Linked DNA regions of Gossypium hirsutum: all the other regions are linked to region 3. Evidence: chromatin contacts called from public Hi-C data. All regions are on one chromosome and are shown on one strand. The core of a region is the stretch at or near the end of the contact, and the rest is flanking DNA. Distances in the headings are between cores, read along the strand shown. Region 1 holds the start of LOC107894981 (protein NRT1/ PTR FAMILY 4.6). Region 2 holds the start of LOC107910681 (serine carboxypeptidase-like 42). Region 3 holds the start of LOC107910294 (UBX domain-containing protein 4).

Region 1 (2,700 bases), core at 16-2,515, 800 kb before region 3:
TTCAAAAAATTAATGCAGCATGGTGATTTTTTTTGACAGGAACCGACTTAAAAAAAATTGAAGTACCAAAAATGAGTAATGTTTGAATTAAGCCTAACAAGCAAATGGATATGTAGTAGTATTTTTTAGTCTGAGACCGCACATCCAATTTCTATCATCTTTTCATATCTTCAAGCATTATTGCACAAAAGCTCATCGGTAGGAGATTGGGAGCCATTAATATAATAATCCTCCATTGTATGGCTATTAGATTCTATCATGTCAAGCAATTAGCAATCGTCCAACCCAAGTGATCTTACCACTACCCTTTGCTTCTTTTAACCACTGTTTGCAATTTGTTAACTGGGGATTCCATTCATTTGTGTAAACATTGGATTTTGGGTTTGGGGAAACAGTATTCATGATAATCACACGGCCACAAAAGACATTTGCATAAAGCTGCCGTATGTGTATATATATATCCATGTTATCGTCATCCACTTACTAAATTCCTGAGTGTACACGGACTAAAGAATATATTCCTTATCTTATAATTATATATAAATCAGCAAATTTTATTATAACAGTACTGGAAGGAGAAACATATGGAAGATCATCAAAATATCAAGTGAAAAATGAAACAAGATTAAAGATACGCCTCCTTTGAAGTTTTATATTGTTGTTCTGATTCTGTAGTGGTGGAATCCGATTCTATAGTGCCTGCTTCTCGGTACACCAATACTCGATATCAAACTTGGCGCCCCTGGGAGATTCTTAAACCACTTAACCACTTGTGGTTGAATATGAAGACGGTGGTTTTTGTCAACGTTTGGCGCCACACCTCCTAAGGGGGCATCTATCGATCAGCTGCTCACTGTGTGTTGCTACTTGCTGGTTTTGTTCTACTCCTCAAGGCGTGTACTGCTTTGATGTTTCTATTTGCTAATTGAATTCATATTTTGTTGGAAGAAAAGACAAAAATAAATACTATCATTAGGCATCCGCAACGAAGGTTTTGGCTTTCGATGGTCAAAGAAAGAGAAAGGTACTTTTTTTTGTTCTTTTGGGTTCCTTTAATAATGGGTGGAGAGGATTTGATATGTTTCTCTCCTAATCTTCCTCCTCTCAAGCTTTTTTACTATAAGTTAGCAAATCTTTAATAAAAAGACACTTTGTTATTACAAAAAGAAACTGTTCGTTAATATGATAATTTTCAAATAAAATAATAAAATGAAAGAATTCTTAGTATAAAACAAGAGGTTCCAAGGATGATGAGTCAAAAATTAACTTATGTGAGGTGTGAAGACCATTCTCTCCTCCAAGTTGAACTGAAACCATCAAATGCTCTTCCCTTCCCCTCTCTTTAAATACCCCCACCACTCTCACCATGCTTTTCTACCTCACACTCGAGATCAAATACCAACATAATTACTCAAGTTGAGAATAGGAGAGAGAGAGAACAATGGTGGGTTCCCCCCCCCCCGCCCTTTTAATTTTTTATTTTGCTGCTCTTTTTATGTTGTCATCTCACTCATTATTCGTCCTCTCGTTGCTTCATTCAAAGTACAAACAGCAGACAACAAACTCGCCTTTTATTGTACAGGAAGGAGGATACCATTACTATTACTAACTCGTTGCTTCATTATTCGTCCTCTCGTTGCTTTCCTAGATACTATTACTAACTCGCCTTTTATTGTACAGGAAGGATACCAGGATAATAGATGGGAAGGGTATGTGGATTGGAGGGGCAAACCTGCTTTAAGGGGCCAACATGGTGGCATGGTGGCTGCCTCCTTTGTCTTGGGTTAGTTACCTGATCTATTCCTTTTTGTTCCTTTTGACACAAATAAAGGGTGAGCTTCCGCTGGAGGCTTATTTTATAGGTTGGTTCCATCCCTTAGTTTAATGATAAATTTTGGGTGTACGTAGTTGTGGAAGTGGTGGAGAACCTGGCCTACTTGGCAAATAGTAGCAACCTGGTGCTGTATCTGTCAAAGCACATGCACTTATCTCCATCAAAATCGGCAAACGATGTCACCAATTTCATGGGGACAGCCTTCCTTCTGGCTCTGCTTGGGGGCTTCTTATCCGACACTTTCTTCACTACTTATCACATCTACCTCATAAGCGCACTCATCCAATTCCTGGTACTCCATTTTCACGCACTCTTATCTTTAGAACTCTCTATGTTTTGTTTCATTATTGCACTTCATCCGCATTGTGGTTCTCATAAATAAAAGACACGGGCAAAAATCTGATAGTATTCCCTCTCTGCGACTTCGGTATAAACAAAAAACCCAGTCTGCCTAGGTACAACAACTAACGAGGCCTTACTAAAAAATGTCAGTACATTTGTCCACTTTCTTTCGGATCCCAAAAGTAAGCTAATTCTGAGATAATAAAATAGGGTCTGTTTCAATTCAACCTTCCATCACATATTCGAACTTCCAACAACAATCGGTTATGTTAGCTATGCTTTCAAATGCCTCGTATTCCATTAAAGAAATTCCTTTTTTTCTTATCCATAAATTGGGAAGTGGGGCGGGTGGGTCCTGGAGTAGGCCAATGTTAGGGTGTTAGTCATGGGACTTATCCTTTCAAAACCGACGCCTTGGGATTTTAGTTTAACGATAAGAGAGCTTTAGCTCTACACGTACCGCATGAGTGTCAAACAGTCGCTGGAGCTCCTACCCTATGTCATACGTCTAATACACGGTAATT
Region 2 (2,700 bases), core at 74-2,573, 660 kb before region 3:
TCTCCCACCATCGCTCAGAGATTGGCGCTCTTATCTCTCTCAGAAACAGAAACAAAATCCATTGCCGGAGTATAGTAAGTATCCAAAACTCTAGCACTAAAAGGAAGGACAAGTATTGACTTGGTTTATGGTATAGGTTGAAATTGTGAAGGCAGAGAGGGATGTATATGCGGCCACCATAGACGACAGAGTTGCAATGAAGATTGGACCAGGTTATTATGAGCCTCCAAGTGGACCCCAAAGATGGTCCTTAGCTCTTGAGGGATACGATTACAAGGTCTGGGAAGCATCTTCTTAATGCAAACTTGGGCTGGGAACTATTTTTACTTTGCGTAGTGTATATAGTCAATCCTCTAGGAATGTCCAGCATGTACCTCTCATTCCATCATTTGTACCATTTTTTACCCGATATACATATAGGGTGTTTGACCAAAGTCAGGGCTTACAGCAGGTGATTGTTTATTGGAGCCACTTAGCTACAGTCCAAGGAGTTTTAACTTAGTACTTGTTCATTATATCTTATTTTACAATTCCTTACGATAATAACATTGGAAGAACAATTTCTTGCCTTCTGCCAAATCTGTAATATTTTTGCAAATTGGCTTTGTTGTTATTATTTTCTTATAAAATAAAATGAAATACTATTTATTCCTTTCCAAGTTCCAGCTGCCCTGGTTTTCTTTTTCCACTTTCAAGGTTTCATTGTTATCATAAAGTTTTTTGTCAAGGCAAATGTCATTGATATATGTGTATTATCTATTTATTTATTTTATGAATTTTAAAATTATTAAAAGCTAAAGGCGTAAATATTTTTTATATATTTGAAATTAATTAATCTATTCTATTTAAATATAGGATAAACTATTCGATGATCACCCTAAAAGAGGGTTGTTCCTGTTTTGATCATTTAAATTTTTTTATCAATTTAGTGTCGTCGTTAGAAAATTTGTTTGAAATGATCACCCCAATATACACAAATTATTAAAAAATTAATATTTTAGTCAGCAGTTTCATTTAAAAGAGAAGCATTTCGACTATTTTTGAAAAGTTAATAATTAAATTTAACTAAAAAAAGGATAGCAGTCAAATTCACAAAAATATGTAAACATGAATAACTAAATTTATCATTATGCCAAACTAGAAAAATGAAAAAATTCAAAAAATAAATATAAATAAATAAAATTTCATAAAACAATCAAAATTTCAAATAATCTAGAAAATAATTATTTGTTTGAGTTTTGTTAGAAACTTTGGAAGTTTAATTAACTAAGAATTCTTCTTTTCTTTCTTTATTTTTTTAAGAAAAGGCTAGATTTCATTTATTAAAACGGTTTAAAAAAATCACAATAATAACAACTAATAGAAGATAAAAAACATAACAATTTCCTAAGAAATAGAAGCATATCTTCGATAAAACCAAAGAGTACCCAACCGTTTTAATGAGCTCAACCACTCCCTAAGGGCATATAAAACAAAAGGATAACCAGGAGCCCATTAGGAAAACAAACCGTCTCTTTCAGGAAATGCAAAATCTAGAGACCTTCTCTATCTCTTGAGCAATCGCAACCATCAGCAGCTAAAAAATTACATCTATAATATAGGCACTAATGACAGATCCATCTTCGTTTTGTGCATGTAGTTTCTTTACAATAGCAAGAGAATCTCTTTCAATCACCACATCCCTAAAACCCAGATCAAGGCACATTTGAATTACCTGGAGGCATGCAAGCGCTTCTGTCGCCAAAGGAGTAGGTACGTGATTGTTGATAATCATTCTCAAACCCAAAACTGTCCTTTCTGAGTTTCTGCCCACTATCCCCATGCATGATTTCTTTGTATAGCTTTGCAAAGCAGCATCAAAGCTTATCTTGAGCGAGGGTGGTTTTGGTGGTTTCCATCGTTTCAACTCTTTTGATAGATAATCTCTCATTTATGATTTCTAGATCTCAAATGTATGAATCGATGAAATTAACTATTTCAAAAGTTGACAGTTGGATCCTCAATGGAAAAAATGTTGGTAATGGAATCCTCCCTCCACTGTCTCAATCTTGGCTCAGTCAGTTCAGAAACCTTGTCTATAATTTGATTTCTTACATAGCTATAGATCTTCTAATCGACAGAGCCAGGAACCCAAGCATTCTTCCAGATGGATATATTGGTACTCGATCCCACCCGCCAACACATGTCTGTTTAAAGAAGTCCTTTCGCAGCCCATATACTCTTCGAGGTATAACAAGGGTAATTTCCTAGACTCGATCTCAAAAAAGGGGAATCTGAATAATATTTAGCCTTTAACGTGCGCACCAATAAAGAATCTAGAGAACTAAACAATCGCCAACCCTGTTTTGCAAGAAGGGCTAAATTGAATTTTGATAAACTCTTAAGCCCCAAACCATCATCTTCCTTAATGTCACATAGCTTTCTCCATTCGCACCAATGAATCCCCTTCTTGCCCTTGTGTTTCTGCCACCAAAACCTGCTAATGATGCGCTCCATTTCAACATAAAGAGAGTTAGGCAATAAAAAGCATGATATCGAATAAGTAGGATGGCTTGCACAATGCTTTTAATGAAAACCTTTTTACCACCTTGAGAGAGGGGTTTAACACAACAATTATTAATGCGACTAATCACCTTGTCTTTCAATATCTAGAAAGCCTTTCTTTTCATTCAACCTACCGTATTCAGAAGTCCAAGGTAT
Region 3 (2,700 bases), core at 11-2,510:
TGGTGGCTTAGGGTGGTAATTATGGTGAGTGTTGGTTTATGGTCATTGGTTTCAGTGAATGGAGGATGGTAGTGCTGAGGTAGGCGGAAGATGGATACTGTTGGGTGGTGTTAAGATCTGAGAAGGGCATGAGCAAAGGCCTTGGGTACTGAGGTTGAAGGGTGATGATGGATACTGTGAAGGGTGATGGTGGTTCGGGTATGGTGAGTTGGCAATGGTGGAACAAAAATCTATTCTATGGGTGTTTTTCAAGGGGAGTTCGCATGGGGGTTGCCCGGGTTCTCCCCTCTGTTGTGATCTCGTGCCTCTTTACATTTTTACCCTTTTTGCTTTCCATTATTTACTTCATATACGCTGCTACATGCTTGATGGATGCATGATCCCACATCATCATCACGAACTCGGGATTAGCCCTCCAAACAATTAATCTTTTAACCATTTGCAAATCTCAAAGCCAAGGATGCTCCTCCCACCTTTGACTTCTAGCAGGATAATGCATGTGTTTAGAGACGGGAATTGTTGTGCGGATGTGCTCGCTCGCTTGGGAAGAGATCACCTTAAGTGTTTCGCCATCTTTTGGTTTTTTTTGATGACGAGTTCTTTTGTATCTGCAATTCTCCTACAGATTTAGCTCTTCTTATTGCTAAGGATGCTAGGGGAATGTTTTTGCATGCACTGTTTGACTTCTCTGTTTAATGCATAAATGTTCCTTTCTCCAAGAAAAAAAAGAAACTCCAAAATTTACCGACCAACCCTAAGATCTCCTTTATTTATACGGAAAAAGATATATCTTTTATAAGATGGTGGATTCGGTTCAAATCGAATTAGTATTAATCAAATTACTTGAATTGTATAATTCTTTAATTGTTAATTTAATTAAATTTTTTAAAAAAAATAAATTGAATCGAAATATTTCGATTAATTTAGTTAGTTAATTAAAATTTATATGTTTTTTAGCTAAAACAAATATAAAATATATAAAAAATATATTGAAATCAACTTAAATATATTTTTATGTCTTGAAACTACATAAATCTTAAAATTAACACATAATATTAATTATTAAGTTCTGTTAATTTGATTAATTCAATTAATTACTTTATTTTAAACCAAATTAACTAATAACAGAAATTTCAAAAAATTATTAATCAACCTTTAATCGAATTAAGTTTGACCACCGACTAATTAATTAAATTAAATCGAACTGATCTATTAATTCGATTTTAAAGGAAGTTTTAATTCCTTGCCAAATACAAATAAATTTCGTCACCCATCCCGGTCGAGCTACTCACCTGATCACATAGGTTTTATCCGAATTTGGACCAGATGAATTTTAATTTGAATTGATTTTATTTAAGGTAAAATTGTTTTTATTTTAATTTCTTATTTTTAATATAGATATATTTAAAATATTTTTTAATTTTGAAAATGAAAAAAATTTGACTTATGAACACCCGTATCCCTCACCGAGAAAGCACCTTAAAAGGGTGAATCCCAAAAGCCTTATGATACATTTTTTCATCTATAGATTCAGAGAAGAGTCAAGTATCTGAAGAGGGAGCTTTGATCAACGAAATTCCATCGATGGCGGGGGTTTCTTTGAAGTGTGGGGACTGTGGGGCTCTGTTGAAATCGGTGGAGGAAGCCCAAGAACATGCGGAACTCACCTCCCATTCCAACTTCTCCGAGTCCACTGAAGCTGTTCTCAATCTTGTTTGCTCTTCTTGTGGCAAACCGTGCCGATCCAAAATCGTATGACATCCACTTTTACTTTAATTTCGTTAGGGTTTTATTTCAACGTCTTTTATTGTTCTAGTCTTTTCTTGATTTAATCGCGTTTTAAAACTTTGATCTTGTATTGGGCTTAATTTGCATTTTCTCATGAATTGAGTTGGAATTGAAAGTTTAGGGTTTAAATTGAATTGGATCTAACTTGAAAGTCGTGCTTTTGTTACTGTCTTAATTTAATTTAAGTGTTTGCTTAACCGGTACTTATACTCTTCGGTTAAGAATTATTTAGTTACCTTTTGAAGAATTTGTTACTTTTAGTATACTTCTCTTTCAATATATACTTTCGCCAATGCCATTAGGCACTGGTTAGCATTTAATTTGAATTTTGAAGTTTTTCTTTTGTGTTGAATTGGTTTTTGTTTGAGAACTTTTCTTTTGCATTGATTTGGGTCTTTTGAGGACTTGGTAAATTACCTAGGGGAAAGTTGGAAGGTTTGCTATTACAATATGGATGTTTAGATTAAAGGCTTTGGTACATTTTTGTGGCTATGGTTGTTGGTAAGTTTCCATCATTTTGTAGTATTTGTGCATACATTTGTTTCTAATCTCAAAAGGTTGCTTTTGCTTACATGAACTGGATTTTTGCGGGATTTGAAGTTAAAACTACATTTTGATTTTTAAGGAAAATTTTATGCTATTAAAACAAAATCTCAAATGGTTTACAACTCTGTGATACTTTTTTTTTTTTTTTGTAAAATATGTTTTCCATTTTGTGATTTGTGGGGCTTTACTCCTGTTTCATCTCGAAGGAAAGTGATTTGCATACAAAAAGAACGGGGCATACAGAGTTTATTGATAAGACTTTGGAGGCAGCAAAACTAATCAGTTTGGAGGTTCCAAAGGTAGCTAAGGAGTCAGAGGAGGCTATTGCTGCAGGTAGCACCAGTGAGCCTGAAGGTACATTTGCAA

The links. A called contact is a pair of places that touch in the nucleus more often than the background predicts.
Region 1: a contact with region 3 is called in a Hi-C map of leaf, with 2.3 times the contacts expected there. The contact joins the promoter of LOC107894981 here to the promoter of LOC107910294 in region 3. A contact is called at or near these places in 4 of 34 Hi-C or Micro-C datasets (all in leaf).
Region 2: a Hi-C map of hypocotyl shows a contact between it and region 3, with 2.6 times the contacts expected there. The contact joins the promoter of LOC107910681 here to the promoter of LOC107910294 in region 3. A contact is called at or near these places in 7 of 34 Hi-C or Micro-C datasets (callus, hypocotyl, leaf and 1 more).

Annotation. Positions count from the first base shown.
Region 1 is chrD02:38,543,847-38,546,546 of Gossypium_hirsutum_v2.1, reverse strand. It overlaps LOC107894981 (protein NRT1/ PTR FAMILY 4.6), which reads left to right and starts at 1,265. Exons shown (of 5, transcript XM_016820139.2): 1 at 1,265-1,444; 2 at 1,681-1,783; 3 at 1,909-2,126. The coding sequence starts at 1,442. LOC107894980 (a long non-coding RNA gene) reads left to right here. Exons shown (of 2, transcript XR_001683337.2): 2 at 1-36.
Region 2 is chrD02:38,402,982-38,405,681 of Gossypium_hirsutum_v2.1, reverse strand. It overlaps LOC107910681 (serine carboxypeptidase-like 42), which reads left to right and starts at 1,323. Exons shown (of 10, transcript XM_016838635.2): 1 at 1,323-1,752; 2 at 1,944-2,017; 3 at 2,121-2,238. The coding sequence starts at 2,003. It overlaps LOC107910680 (alpha-amylase 3, chloroplastic), which reads left to right. Exons shown (of 13, transcript XM_016838630.2): 12 at 1-74; 13 at 137-652. The coding sequence ends at 298.
Region 3 is chrD02:37,746,778-37,749,477 of Gossypium_hirsutum_v2.1, reverse strand. LOC107910294 (UBX domain-containing protein 4) reads left to right here and starts at 1,260. Exons shown (of 13, transcript XM_041088565.1): 1 at 1,260-1,358; 2 at 1,529-1,752; 3 at 2,541-2,688. The coding sequence starts at 1,585.